Regions from separate parts of the Mus musculus genome. Here region 2 is linked to region 1. Evidence: chromatin contacts called from public Hi-C data. All regions are on one chromosome and are shown on one strand. Each heading gives the region's core, a stretch centred on a gene start, on an enhancer-like site or on the middle of the called end of the contact. The rest is flanking DNA. Distances are from core to core; before and after follow the strand shown. Region 1 has its middle 95 kb from the start of Tmprss15. Region 2 has its middle 280 kb from the start of 1700066C05Rik.

Region 1 (3,798 bases), core at 328-2,827:
TTGGTTTTTAAATGTGAGATAACCAACATTTGTAAGATAACATATTTAGTCTCTGAAGTTTGTTCTGACAATAAAAATTCAATGTTATAAAACTTTAATGAAAATTGGATTGTCTATATGTGTTAAAATATGTAAAAAAACTTTATAACTGTAACAAGACATATATCATATATACTTCATATATGCATAAAATATGATATATATATATATATATATGTTGTGCCAGTATACAGTATATATCATATTATAGCCCAAGCTGGTCCTGAACTTGTAATCTACCTACCATCACTTCTCATGTGCTTGGATTATATTGTGTGCTACGACATGATTCCTGGTAGAGCTTTAATACTTCATGCCTTCTCTGCTAGGTTAGTCTTTCTTTTGAGTCATTTATTGCTTCCTACTTCCCTATTACTTTTTTAATACAGGTAAGTTTACCTTCTTCATTATTAATTCCTTCTCATTGTTACAGTCCCTAGTTAAAATGACTTTGCCTTGAATCACAGATGAGAACGTGATTTTGGACTTTTCACTGATGACAGAATAAGACTTGAGACTATGAGAGATGGAATGAATATAGTTTGTATCTTGAATTAAACATAAACGAAGGTAGCCTAGGGTTAAATATTACAGTATTTATATTGAGTATGTTCCTGTAATGTTTCAGTCTTCAAAGATGGTTGATAATGAACCAAATTTAAGAGTGACACATTGAAAATTTGAGGCATAGGGCAAAGTGTTTTTGCCATTGAGGGCATTATGAGTATAGGAGCAACACAAATTAAACGTGTTTATTTTATAATCCTTATTATTATCTGAGGAGAGGGCAGGGTCCCACAGATGAGGGAGGACTGGAAAGTGAGTATAATCAGGATTTATGATGTGAGATTCCAAAACAATAAAAATATTATGAAAAGAAAAACATCCTCGATGAAACTACATAATTTATGTGAGGCTTTAGGCTGTTGTAAACAGGAAGATTCTCGTCTAGGCATGCTTACTTACTGTCTCTCTGTGTGGTGTTTCTATTATACACGTGGTACCATGGTAACATACGTCTATAAACAACATACTCAAGAGAACCTGGCTTCAGTGGGAGCTAGAATGTTTATACTTTAGTCTCCAAAACTATGCTCTAGGCAAGAATCTTCTCTTCATAAATTACACAGCACCGGGTCTTGTGTTTTAGCAAAAGAAAACTAGTGAGAATTCTTAATATCATAGAAGAACAAGCACAGTTGGATTCACAATCTGGCAATAAAGAAAATCACAAAGTGAGCAAACCATGATGAAATTGTAATAACTGAATAATTAGAAACATAAGAAATTAATAGGGGATAAAATTCTTCCCTCAATCTCAAAAAAATAAAATTCTTGGATCTATTATAAAGCTAGAGAAAAGGTGAAAATAACCTTCTGGTTTCAAATTTTTCACTTAAAATAAAACAAAGGATATATTAATGCTAAAAGTCTTCTAAATAAATGCTGCTGCTGGCAATATTTGTGTCCTTGCCAAGATATGACTGGTGTGAGTCATCATATGTACTGTACTAATCTATTACTTTGGCAGTCAGAGCACCGAGGCTAAAAATAGCAGTAGAGAAGTTCTTCACAGTGACAGGCATGGCTTTGTGTAGAGTACTTGGAATCATGCAGTTTGAATTGTAAAACAGGAATCAGATATCCTCATTGTTATCATCCACTCTTGACATAAGGTGGATGACATAAGGCTACAGACTTTGGACACCAGCTCAATGGTACACTCTGGAAATATGTATTACAATTTCACTTGATCAAAAATGACCACATTAAAAGCCATCACAGCACATATTCATTCATATATTAATGACATAAAAATATTCACCTGCTGTCAATGTTGTTTAGTTTTTATAAATACATATAGACTCCTCTTGAAATCATTGTGTCTTACTTTGTAAACCTATCAAATATAAGGGAAACGGTGCAAACTACTAATAACAGCATGACTTCAATGTTTTAAAAAATCACTATACATGCGCGTGTGTGTGTGTGTTTGTGTTTGTATTTTTTTCTTGGGGTTTTATGGCCTTTGCAGATGCAGCAAGTGGTAGAAATGAGAGGCTTTTCTCAAGAAGGAAAATAGTAGTATTTCATAGTAAAGCCAGTATTATACACTGTTTCTGTTCATATTGTAAAGTCAGAATTGAGCTTCTGGATATTCTAATAAGCTTATTTATATGCACAGACTCATTAGCTCAAAAGATAGTATTATAAATAATAAAATATCAGAAAAATAATCAAAGACTAATTAAAATGCTGACTCATATAGAAATGTTTACTAAAAAATTGCTGTTCTTCTTGAATACTTATTCTGAAACTAAAGATAAACATTTAAAAGGTAGTAAGTTTGACTTAACAAGGAAAGCAATAATAACCTTCAGATAATCTGACTGGAATGTTAGTCCATGGAGCTTAAAGCTCATTTTTTTTTAAATTTATTCCTATAAATAATTGTATACAAAGAACTACACTCCCACTATAAAATAGTCACAGAAATTATAATATTTAGAACAATTTAGAATATTTGTGCTAATTAGAATACTAGTACAGAATGTTCAGTACTAGATGCAGTCTCTACCACAAAATGGGAATGTTACCAGATATTGAATCAAAAAAACTGACAGCATTCCATGGGACAGCCCCAGATACATGATTACTTCAAAGTCTTTAAACTAGAAATCAACACATTTTATCCAGAATATGAAATGAACACCCAGTGTCTGGGAAGAGATCATTTGCTTATGTTATTCTGCAACTATCTGCTGCATTGTGCAGTGAATGCATTCATCCTTCCATCTTGTAATGGCTGCAATGCTGTAGCCATATATATTAGAAGACAAGACACTGATCATGGATGATGGTCAATATTCTAGAGAACTATGATATAGAATTTTTTTAATTTAAAAGAAAAATGTGCCAGGAGGATGTGAAACAAGAGAATCCAAATGAAACGTTGCCAAAGGTATAGCTGAATTTATCACGAACATATATCCATGGATAGTTATTGGATCATAAACATGGTTTATCTACATCCTGGCATCGTGTGATGGTTAAGAACAACTTTTTGTACTTTCTGCATTGACTTGTTAACCTTTAAGTGCTTTTTTTTTGTTTGTTTGTTTTTGTTTTTGACTAAATTCACGTCTTTAAATGTGGAATCTACAGAAAAAAATACATAACAAATAACGTGCTGCTATTGACAAGATTTATTTCTAGATGCAACCCAACTCTATTTTTAAGTGAAAAGATTTCCAGTCACCTTGAAAATCAAGTTAACTATGGAAAAACACTTTCCTCCAAAGCAGCATGATCAACATGACAACAGGTCATTTGCCTACAAGTTATTTGTTCTGTGAGAAAATATTCACTAGGCAAGTATCATTAACTGGGGATGCTTCATGGTGTCCTAATATGACTTGGGGACCTCGGGGAAAGAGGAGTACTGATGCGAACATCCCCTGGTGACAGTGGATTTAATTAAGCTTCCCTCAGAAATGTTCTTTGTCTAATGCATACGCAGCCAAGTGAACTCAAACTTCAAAGCTCCCGAGCTAAATACTCAGCTCTCTGGAAGAACATTCTAAATCATTTCTCCGAAAAACATGACAACTGCAAATGATGAGTTCCTAGGATTGTTTGACATCCTCTGACACTCAAACTCCTTCAGTGGGAGAAACACAGGAAAAAGCAGCACAATTGGGAACCGTCCCCTTCAGAGCCCTTGTTCAGCATTACAAATGGCTCTTAGGTCTGACTGTC
Region 2 (3,886 bases), core at 453-2,952, 530 kb before region 1:
ACATTTTAGATTCTTAGTCTTATATTGATTCCATTTCTTTTTTTATTCTTTAATCTTTTCTTTTACAGTCCAAATTTGATCCCCCTCCTGGTCTACCCTCCACCTGTTCTTCATTCTATACCTCACCCCTTCTGCCCAACCCCCTGTCTCCAAGAGGATGTCCCCAATCCCCCCTGTCCCACCAGATATCCCCATTCCCTAGAGCCTCTAATCTCTTGAGTGTTAGGTTCATCTCACTAAGGCCAGACCCTGCAGTCCTCTGCAGTATATGTGTTAGGGGTCTAATATCAGCTAGTGTATGTGCCTGGTTGGTGGCTCAATGTCTGAGAGATCCTGGCGATTCAGGTTAGTTGAGACTGCTGGTCTTCCTATAGGCCTTCCCATGAGCTTCTTCCAGCCCTGAGGGCCAGCAGAAAAATTGGAAACAGGCAACCCTGAGAGGTGGGAGGTGGGGGCGGGGGGCACTCTAGAATGTACCAGAGACCTGGGAGTGAGAGACTCTCAGAACCCAAAGAGATAGACCTTAGATGAAAACCCTACAGTGGAGAGTCCACTTCCAGTAGAAAGACAGGGCATCAAATGAAGGGATGGGGTTGCCATTCCACAGTCAAAAACCCAACCCAGAATTGTTCCTGTTTATAAGAACTGCAGGAACAAAAATGGAGAAGACCCTGAGGAAAAGGAGGTCCAGCCACAGGCCCAAATTGAGATCCAGCTCAGGAAGAGGCCCCAACGCCTGACACTATTACTGAACCTATGGTGTGCTTATAAACAGGGGCCTATCATGACTGCCTTCAGAAAGGTCCAACAATCAGGTGAAAATCAGATGGAGATATTTATACTCAACCAATGGACAGAAGCTGGTGACCCCTGTGGCTGAATTAGGGAAAAGCTGATATTGATTCTTATGTGATGAAATTAGTACTCTTGCTTATTGCTGATACTGGCACTAGAGGCTTTTCATTACTGTGCACAGGAGTACAGACATAGTACACAAACAACATTTCATTGTCCAAAGCTTTGGAAGGAATGTGGATAGCCTACATGAATATGTACTGCAATTGTTATTCAATGAAAGTTGTGCATCTCCAGAATGAGATCTGGTCTGCTAATATATTCATTGCTTTGATAAGCTAAAATACACAGGAAATTGTTCCACCTAGGAAAAGGATTAAATAATTCTGGCCACAAAATTCAATTTAGTATGGGAAAGCCATTTGTAAACTCTACTCTTGGCATATGATTGAGAAACCCGAGTCAGATACCAACTAATCAAAAGAAATCAAGACAGAGGCTTTGTTAATATTTTTGATTTAGCAAATGGTTTCAAGGGGTTGGTCTTTTGGTTTGCTTCACTGCAAAATTCTTAGGAGGTTTATACACTGTTTTGTTTATTCACTTCACAGATGCGTACACACTCAATTACCTTTGGATATTTATTCCTCATTCTGATAATTCAGACCAAGCCAAAAATCAGCAACAAACAAGGCAAAAAGATGTTCCATAATTTTTACCATCTAAAAATGTCTTGTAACCTCACAAATACCAAGAATAATTTAATTTCCTCTCATTTTAAAAATCTCTTCCTCCTGTTAGTGTCACAATATGCAAGGCATTTGTGTGCCAACTTTCCCCAGAACACCTGGTCAATCCTTTACTGCCAGATGGACCTGCTGATGCAGAGCAAAATGAATCGTGGTAATAAATATATCTGTGGGGGATGTTGTTGATAACATTACTGGGTGAGTCTGCCCTGCCTAAGAACAGTAGCAGTAGAAAGCCTCCATTTGTCTGTCTACAACTAGCAAATTACTTAGAGATTTCAGAGGCAGAACTGATATAAGGAAAGAGCACCTGTCTATAAATTGGTAGATGGTCAATCTGTGCTGCTCACTTTATTTTGAGGACTCCTTGTCCTGTCTATAATAGAACTGCATTAAAAATAGAGAGAATTGGATGAGATATTTCTTGGACTTTATTCTGGCTTGTTGCTCAAAAAAAAAAAAAATCACAGTTTGAAGATGGCATTCTTTGTCATTAGAAAAACCAGGAAACTTTTAAATTGGACACTTTTAAAAGTAAAGTGTACTTTTCTATGTAAAAATAAATAGGAAATATTCATAATTTAATAAAGATATTTAAGCAAGTTTTGATATAATATTATTGTCCATGGTGGTTATTCATTTTATTATAGTTGAATATTACGCATGTTACTGTTTAATAGACACAGTGGCCAAAGCAGATACCCTATTAGCCCAGTAAATTATAACAAAAGTATAATTTCACACTTGATAGAACAATGAAGAACCTTAGATGGTAAGGTTTGCTAATTAAAGATTTCTGATCCATGTAAACTAAGCAAACTCTTAGGAGATGGGAATTGTGGTAGTTTACTACTGTAAACCATAAAGTCAAGAACAAGATTTAGAAGATTGAAATCATGCTACATTTTCTTCAACAACTCCTACGTTGCAAGTAGGAAAAAAAAATATCAATTATTGGACAAAAATCACTGTGACCAGAAACACATGGAAATTCCCAGAGTAGGTAAGTGTTTATTAAAGAGCTTCTCACTTTAACTGCAATACTGAAAGTATTACATGTTATCACTTTTGTCTTACAAGAAAAAGTAGTTTTATAAACTGAATCGTGAGAATATAGCTTGGCATAAAAGAAACCAAATATTTCTGGCCAAACTGCTACCCTAGAATCTGAGATTCACAGGAATATCAAGAAGTCAAGTTGAGATCTGTATGCTAACAAATGACTGCCATAGCCAAAACAGAGCCGAAACATATTAAAGAGACAGAAGATACCTGGAGTGTGCTGTTGGATTCAGAGTGGGGCCTGCATAAGAATGACTAATGGACTCTGCAGCTTTGTGGGTAGGATCAATATTTTACTATCTTTCTCTCTAGAAACCCACAACAAGTAAGGTGATAAGGATGTAAATAAAATAATAATATTTTTAAAATGTCAGCGTTCTCTTAATAGTGCTGGTCAGTGGAGGAGAAGAGCGTTGAGCTCTCAACCTTCCTAATCTTACAATTCTTTGGTGCAGTTTCTCAAGTAGTGACCCTTGGCCACAAAGTTCTTCACTTTTTACTTCATAACTTTTATTTTGGTACTAGTATAAATCCTGATGTAAATATATTATTTGCAGAATATCTAATAAGGCAAAAAGATAAGGCAGGAAAACAATGAGCTATCCTATTCCCTGGGAGGGCATGTTTCCACCATGCAAGGGGGTGTCTGGATATTCTGCTGTACAGAAAAGCAACACTCAAGACACATAAAAATAAATATGGCAATAACAGTGCAAAAAAACCATAGACTCCATGAAATTAAAAGACAAGCTCAATCTTCTATAGAGTGCTTTCTTACAACACAACAACAATGGATTATGTCTAACATAGTGACAGCATGAAGACTCTGGCACAGTGATTCCAACAGGCCCCAAATCTACAGAAGAAAGAGGTCAAAATTCAGGAGAACATCTCATTACTGGTGCTCAGTAAAATCTATGCATGCTGAAAGAATAAAACATGTCAAAGGCAAATAAAATTTCATATTTGACTTAGCTATTACTATTTATAAATGTTTCCACTTTTTAATGTTATGTTCAGTCAACTTCAATTTCTGAAATAAAACAGTAATTTTGTGGAAGGGGGCCCATTCACATTGCTTAAAATATAGTTGTTGAAATGGATAATTTTGGAATGATTATTAGTTCATTAAATTTTCATAAAACTCTTGTCAAAATAAACTGGACACACTGTAGTGGTGTATTTCTTAATTTTTAAAATCTGTAGTTATGTTATATGTGATGTCTTATTTGTGTGAATTTGTGGTGTTATTTGAAATGAAACAGTGGGTATTATTTGAT

The links. Hi-C and Micro-C count contacts between places; a contact is called where the count stands out from the background.
Region 2: a contact with region 1 is called in a Hi-C map of ventral hippocampal neurons, with 1.7 times the contacts expected there. The contact joins two enhancer-like sites. A contact is called at or near these places in 1 of 39 promoter capture datasets (hippocampal neurons) and 2 of 484 Hi-C or Micro-C datasets (cerebellar granule neurons and ventral hippocampal neurons).

What each region holds. Positions count from the first base shown.
Region 1 is chr16:79,184,445-79,188,242 of GRCm38.p6, reverse strand. No RefSeq gene overlaps it. Among named protein-coding and RNA genes, the nearest start is that of Tmprss15, 95 kb to the right of the region's middle. Within about 2 kb of position 1,577, at least 14 of the 459 cell types and tissues checked have an H3K27ac peak or open chromatin away from gene starts, as enhancers often do. A contact at or near this core is called in ventral hippocampal neurons, where this site is marked.
Region 2 is chr16:79,716,222-79,720,107 of GRCm38.p6, reverse strand. No RefSeq gene overlaps it. Among named protein-coding and RNA genes, the nearest start is that of 1700066C05Rik, 280 kb to the left of the region's middle. Within about 2 kb of position 1,702, at least 9 of the 459 cell types and tissues checked have an H3K27ac peak or open chromatin away from gene starts, as enhancers often do. A contact at or near this core is called in ventral hippocampal neurons, where this site is marked.